2 separate regions of the Rattus norvegicus genome follow, and region 2 is linked to region 1. Evidence: chromatin contacts called from public Hi-C data. All regions are on one chromosome and are shown on one strand. The core of a region is the stretch at or near the end of the contact, and the rest is flanking DNA. Distances in the headings are between cores, read along the strand shown. Region 1 holds the start of Grk4 (G protein-coupled receptor kinase 4). Region 2 holds the start of Tnip2 (TNFAIP3 interacting protein 2).

What was found. Hi-C and Micro-C count contacts between places; a contact is called where the count stands out from the background.
Region 2: a contact with region 1 is called in a Hi-C map of prefrontal cortex, with 3 times the contacts expected there. The contact joins the promoter of Tnip2 here to the promoter of Grk4 in region 1. A contact is called at or near these places in 7 of 12 Hi-C or Micro-C datasets (kidney, liver, mammary epithelial cells and 2 more) and 1 of 1 datasets of contacts at active chromatin or transcription factors (oligodendrocytes).

Annotation. Positions count from the first base shown.
Region 1 is chr14:80,303,539-80,307,040 of GRCr8, forward strand. It overlaps Grk4 (G protein-coupled receptor kinase 4), which reads right to left and starts at 1,754. Exons shown (of 16, transcript NM_022928.1): 1 at 1,515-1,754. The coding sequence starts at 1,566. Nop14 (NOP14 nucleolar protein) reads left to right here and starts at 2,374. Exons shown (of 18, transcript NM_001394594.1): 1 at 2,374-2,670. The coding sequence starts at 2,476.
Region 2 is chr14:80,450,703-80,454,465 of GRCr8, forward strand. It overlaps Tnip2 (TNFAIP3 interacting protein 2), which reads left to right and starts at 2,234. Exons shown (of 6, transcript NM_001394684.1): 1 at 2,234-2,576. The coding sequence starts at 2,298.

The DNA.
Region 1 (3,502 bases), core at 504-3,003:
TTTCTCTCTCTCTCTCTCTCTCTCTCTCTCTCTCTCTCTCTCTCTCTCTCTCTCTCTCTCTCTCTGTGTGTGTGTGTGTGTTATCCATATGCCATATGTCTTTGCTTCCCACAGTTGGGATTATAAGCACCATGCCCTGGTTTTTTGCATAGACGTTGGTGATTGAAACCAGGTTCTTGTGGGTTTTTAAAATATCTACACCATTATTTAATCTCTCCACCATTATAATAAAACCTAATGTAATACTCCCTATTCTCAGACACTGTACCCAGATAGGAAGGAAAGAGAAACTTAAAATTCATCAAATTTTATTTCCACTAAGAATCCCCTTTAAGGACCAATTGGAATTTGGAATGAGAGACAAGAACAGTCAACTGTTTACTGAGAGAGAAAAGAGTGCATACTTCCGAGGCTGTCCTAACTGCCTTAAGAGAAAACCAAGGGGCTGGAGAGATGGCTCAGGGGTTAAGAGCACTGACTGCTCTTCCAAAGGGCCTGAGTTCAATTCCTAGCAACCACATGGTGGCCCACAACCATTGATAATAGAATCGAATACCCTCTTCTGGTGTGTCTGAAGACAGCTACAGTGTATACATATGCGTAAATAATTCTTAAGAAAAAAAGAAAGAAAGCCAAGACCTAGTTCTCTTCCCACTCGTTCTGTTCTTACTTTTAAGTATTATTTTGAATAATAGTATTAATTAAAAAATATTGACAGATGGCTTTTTTGCATTTGTTTGTTTGTTTCTTTGATTATACCTTTAGTCTCCACTACTCCATAGTCTGTAGTCTTGAAGCCTAGACTGCCATTGTACTTAGGATCTTTCTGCATCAAGCCTCCTCTCAACTGCCCTAGCTCACAAGGATTTCAAATCCCTTAGTTTGGTATCTAATTCTGGACAACACTCACTATAATTTAAGAAATTTCTTACAATGTTTCTTTTTAGTGTTTCCAGTATTGAAAATAGTTATATGTTCCAATTAAGATTCTTCTTCCTGAAAATCACTGGGGGCATAAATGGACTTGTAATGGCGCTAAAAACAATTTTTAATAGGAACAAAGAAACAAACAAAAAAAGATAAAAAACATTTCTCTGTTACTCGTTAGTTTTTCTCAAAGAATATACTTCACATTCTGTAAGGTGAACACACTGAAGCTTCGTAATAGCATCTACTTCCCAGGCACTTTTGCCCGGGTAATCAAGAAACCCTAGAAAGTGTGCAATGCATACCTTTCCATACTCTGTCTTTCAGATTAGCAGCGCTGAGAATGGAATGGAACTTAAGCCCCTAGTGCTGATTGAGTAGCCTAGCGCTACTGTTTAAAAACACAACAAAAGTTAGCCCAGAATCATTTGTTGACACCAGCAAGCAGCAAATCCAACTCAGAATTTGTTCTAGTAGGATCAAAACTCCCTTATGTAAAGGTTCCACAGAGATCAGGATTCTCACAAAGACTGGAGCTCCTAGGAGGCGCTACCTGCGGGGAGACCAGGAGCCTGGGGTGCACCCACCTTGACGAGCCTTCAGCAACAAAGTGTTGGCCATGAAGTTCTCCAGTTCCATGATCCCCCGCCTGCGCCGTCGATGCCGCGGTTTCCGGCGTCGAACTTTTCTGGGTCCAGGCAATTGAGGCAGGGAAGGCTGCCGGGGAGGAGATCCTAACGCCACTGGTGCACCCTCCGGGCATCCCTTGTCCTTTGAGCTACAGGGCTTCGGGATGCTTGACCGCCTCTGTCGCCTCCTCCTCCGCCTCCTCTGGCGTCGCCACCACTCCCACCAAGAGCGCCGTCGTCGCCGTCGCCGTCGCCGTCGCCGCCGGCGCTTAGTTAGGACAAGGGGAGGCTCGAAACGGACTCCAGTCCTGTTGTTGTCCGGGCGAGGGGCCTCCGCTATCGGCGCCGACCCGCGGTAGGTCGAAACCCTCCCAGCATCATCGCCCAGGCCCAGGGCGCGTAACTCTCACTTTCCTCAGTGCTGGGTCCTGGGCGGCACTCAACCTTCGCCGCGCCCTACCCCACCGAGGAGCTTACTAAATCGAGAGCCGTCTCCGGCGGCGACGGCTACAGCAGCCGCCGCCGCCGCGGCCGCCAGTTAACTCACAAGACAGCTGGGCCCCGGGTAACGGTTTTCCTCCAGAGGGAGCCCGAGAGCTCCCCTCGGGGCGGCTTCTGAGGAGACTGTGGCAGCTCTCGGGACACTACAGATCCCATGAGGCCCAGCGCCAGGAAGTCAAGGAAGTGTGGCCTTCTGGGAGTTATAGTCTATTTTTCCAGTAAACTAGAGTGAGCGCCTGTTTAGTGTCATCCAGAACGCCTGTATTTCTCGCGAAGTACGGGAAGCTGACGCACTCAACGCGAGACGAAGCTGGGCGTGGCTTTGCATCTGCATCTTGTGCACGAGTTTCTTGAGCTCCTTGGTCTGTAAGCCCAGTCTTCCAAGCCCAGTCTTCCAAAGTGTAGCAGAGTGAATGTCATGGGGAAAGCGAAGCGGACTGGGGCGAGGAGGCAGGTCCACAAAGCGCCGGCAGGGGCGTTCGGAGGCCCGGGGAAGACTAACCCAAATCCATTTGAAGTGAAAGTCAACCGGCAGAAGTTCCAGATCCTTGGCAGGAAGACACGCCACGATGTGGGCCTGCCCGGGGTGTCCCGCGCTCGGGCCATCAAGAAGGTAAGGGGGCAGGCACTACCATGATCTGTATACTATGCCCAATGGCTAGCTGCGTAATTCGTTGTGCATACATCCTGGAGATTGTCTAAGTTAAGATTAATATTGCTGTGATGAAACACCATGACCAAAGCGACTTGGGGAGAAAACGATTTATTTGGCTTACACTTCTATGTTCCCATCGTTGAGGAAATTAAAGGCAGGAGCTCAAATAGGGCAGGAACCTAGAGGCAGAAGCCGATGCAGAAGTCATGGAGGGGTGCTGCTTACTGTCTTCTTTCCATGGCTTGCTCAGCCTGCTTTCTTAAAGCACCTAGGTCCGCCAGCACATGAGTGGCCCCACAATGTCTGGGCCCTCTCCTGTCAATCACTAGTTAGGAAACTGCTCTTGAGGCCTGTTTGCAGCCGGTCTTGTGGAGGTGTTTTTTCCAATTGAAATTCCCATCTTTCTGATAACTATACTTTGTGTCAAGTTTGCCTTAAACTAGCCAGCAAAAAGATCAGAACTGAGGCAAAACACTGCCTCTTCTTTGCTTGATAATCAAATACCCTTCCTCTGGAAACTCTTCCTCCTTGGGATCTTACAGGTATACATTCTTCTTGACTCCTCTTTGATTACCTTGGGGCCTAAGGCTTAGCCAGAGTCCATCACTTCTGAGCTCTGAGCTGTCCTGTACCACTGTTCTGTATGCTTTGACCACACTCGACCCATGGATAGGGTTCACAGAGCATGATCTTAAAGTGTTTGAAAATGTCCTTCCTCCGAATTTCATGTGCTTGTCCCCTGGGAAGTAACTGGAATAGTACCTTTTGGGAATAACCTCATAGCCTCTGT
Region 2 (3,763 bases), core at 984-3,483, 150 kb after region 1:
AGTGAGAGACCCTGTCTCAGGAAGGTGAAGAGAGACAGTGGAAGACACTTGACATCAACCTTTGACTTCTACACACATACATCCACGTGTGTGTGCTATATATACATACACACATATTAAACACATACATACATGTATATTACATGTATGCTCATATACATATTATACACATGCACATATGTTACACACACACACACACACACACACACACACACACTTTAAAAGACTCCCAAGTGTTAGCATCTTGAAGCAATATCACCCGTCTGTTACTTTTCAGTTTGTCAGGAACCTCGGAGTGCACGGTTATAGAGGCTAAGTACTCCCTGTTGTGTGGGGCCTGCCCATATGTACAGATATTGGCAACAGGACTTCTTTTGTTGTTGTTGTTTGTGTTTTGAGACAGGGTTTCCTTGTGTAGCCCTGGCTATCCTGGAACTTGCTCTGTAGACCAGGCTGGCCTCAAACTCAGAGATCTGCCTGCCTCTGCCTCTGAGTGCTGGGATCGAAAGTGTGTGCCATCAAGAGTACTCCTTTTTAGAGGAAGGTTCTCTCAGTTATGTGCACCTCTGTAAATCAACGCTTTTGAACTTCAAACACTTGTGACACAGGAGCATTTGAATAAGTTTCTTTGTTGTTTGATGTCTATTTTGCGGTTAGTTCACAACGAGGCTCAAAAGCACTTGAGTGACCTACCCTAGGCTACACACGGCAGTAAGTGAACAGTTAAAGCCACATATCCACTCAGGGCCAGGGTCTTCTGTGTGGTACCCCCCCCCCTTCTCTTTCATCCCACAACTGCCTTGGTCAGTCAAGATGCACCCTGCATGGCCACAGCAATGGTTGTGCTGGACAATCGTCTAATATGTGGAAGTTTGAATGAGAGCAGCTCCCATAGGTTCCTGTTTGGATACTTGGTCCCCAATTAGGGACTCATGTAAGGTTGGGAAGGATTTAAAAGTATGGCCTTTCAGTGGTAGAGCGCTTGCCTAGCAAGTGCAAGGCCCTGGGTTCGGTCCCCAGCTCCGGAAAAAAAAAAAAAAAAAAAAAGGTATGGCCTTGTTGGAAGAGCCATGTCACTTGGGCAGAGAGATTTTGAGACTTCAGCATGCTCTCTGCCTCCTGCTTGGGGATCAAGATATGAGCTCTCAGCTTTAAACATCTGACCCTTAATCCCACTTAAATGCTTCTATAAACTGCCTTGGTCCTGGCATTTTGTCACAGTAATAGAAAAAAAAATACACACCTATTCTCTAGTGTGATAACACCCCTACCAGGTAGGGAAGGCAGCAGCTGCGATGCATCGCTTCTGACTGGAGTTTTGGCTCTGAAGGCTAAGAAGGAGCTGAACATAAGTGAGCCAGGTCCGTGACTCCTAGTATCCATCCTATAAATTCTTGGTGAGGTCTGGCTTTGCATATAGTTTGATACTTGCAAGGGAGTGTGTTCCTGCAGGTTCAACCAGAGCTTGGCTGTGAGCAGACAGGATACTGAGAAGGAGACTGAGCAGAGAAGAAACACATCCTCACCTAGGGAGAGGACTTCCATGAGATCTTAGCAAGGAGCCTTTGAAAGATCTTCACGGAGGAGAGACTTCCCAGAGGAAAAATAGGGTTTGTATGGAAGCTGTGGGAAGGGAAGGGCCAGCGCCCTCCTGTCTTCTGCTTGAAGAACAGTTTCTAGCGCTAAGGCCATCCTAACTCGAATTTAGGGGCATGCTGGCGTTTGGTGGCTGGCTCTGGGGTCCACCATGTACTGTGAGCTCAGTGTCCCTGTATGAAGAAACACAAGTCAAGTCCCTGAAGAGGAAGGAGCCCCGCCAATGAAACCTGACCACACTTCATGTCCAATGTCTGAAGTCCTTGGATTTATTTGCTTTTCTTCAGCTGCTGTACCAGAGGATACCTAACCCCAAACCCTGGTCACAGATGGGATCTGACTCCAGGAAAATACCTCAGACGCAGGGAATAGGGCCGTGGTGACAAGTCTAAGACTGTGGGGCAGACAGCACCTAGAAGGGAGCTGGCACGTCAAGAGAAAGTGAGATCATCGAGAGAGAGGGGCGGTGACAGCTGTGGGCGGGGGCGGAGTCAGACTCCCAGCGGAGGGCGAGGCGGAGCCAGCTGTGTGCGGGGGCGGAGTCAGACTCTGGGCAGAGGGCGAGGCGGAGCCAGCTGTAGGTGGAAGCGGATTAGGCTCAGGGAGTGGGCGGGGCGGGAAAAGTTCCGGGAAGGCTGGTTATCGCTCCCGCAGCCTAGAGAAGTTGGAGACGCCCAAGTCCCCACGGAAGGCCCACAGCTATGTCGTCTGGGGACGCAAGGTCTGGTAGACAGGACGAGGCCCCGAGCGCGGCCTCAGCGCTCTGTGGCCTGTACCACGAGGCAGGCCAGCAACTACAGCTCCTGAAGGATCAGCTGGCTGCGCGTGACGCCCTTATCGCGAGCCTCCGCACCCGCCTCGCGGCTCTGGAAGGGCACACGGCACCATCACTTGTGGACGCACTTCTGGATCAGGTGGAGCGCTTCCGTGAGCAGCTGCGGCGACAGGAGGATGGTGCCTCGGAGTCCCAACTGCGGCAGGTGCGGGGAGGGCAAGAGCTGTTGCCCAAGGTGGCCTAGGGAGCTTGTTGGAGAGTGTGACACTGAGTCCAGAGGTGCGCGAGGTCTTGAGGGTCCCGAGGGTATGAGGCTCGAGGTGCGGGTCTGAAGAGCTCGAGGTCTGGAGCATGGTGGTTTAAGGGGTGCGCTGGGGTTTGAAAGGAGCTGAGTTATAAGGGACACGAGATCCTGAGGCAAGTGGGTCCTAAGGAGCTCTGGGTCCTGAGGTTTCAGGGTCTGAAGGGCGTGGGGATCTGAGGCGCAGGGAATCCTGAGGGATTGGGGTCTGAAGGCGAGAGTCTGGGTAGTTCAGGATACTGAGCACTTCGAGATTCATTCGTAGGCCGGAGAGTTAGGCAGAGTTGAGCAGGAGTCTCTGGGGCACAGGGTTCTGGTGAGCACCAGGGTGGCAGAAGTGTGACGTTTGAGGAGTACCAAGTCCTGACATTCTGTTGAGGTTATGAGCAGTTCTGAGGAACATGTGATGGAGGTTAATTTGGGACAGACCCCCTGGGTCTCTCGACTTTGGGGGTGCTGCTGTGGGAAACTTGCTCATGAAATTCCATGGGGGCAGAGGTCTGAGGAATGTGAGGGATCCGAGAGTGCAGGGATCTGTGGGGCATAATGTTCTGAGGTAGCCTTGAACACATGGTTCTGTTGGTAGTGAGCTTCTCCAATATGTGCTCTGGGTCCCAAAGGGGTGTGTAGCGGCTTTAATCACTGCTTATTACTTTGAAGAGACATCATGACCAAGGGCAACTCTTATAATAGAAAGCATTTAATTGGGCGCTGGCTTACAGTTTCAGAGAGTTAGTTCATTATCATCATGGTGGGGAGTGTGGCAGCATGCAGACAGGCTTGGTGCTGAAGAAGTAGCTGAGAGCTACATCCTGATCCACAGTCAGAGAGAGACACAGGGCCTGGTGTGGGCTTTTGAGACCTCAAAGCCCATCTCCAGTGACATAGTTCCTCCAAGGCCACATGTCTCAATCCTTCTCAAATAGTGCTACTTCTGGATGATGAAAAATGCAAGTATCTGAACCTGGCGCTTTCTTATTCAAGCCACACCAGTGGGGCACCAGGATTGACGAAGATGGAGTTCTGGGAGGGGTGGTGTTCAGGGTTCTGTAGGTAGGGTTCTGAGGGACAGACACTAGAGGCTCTAAAGG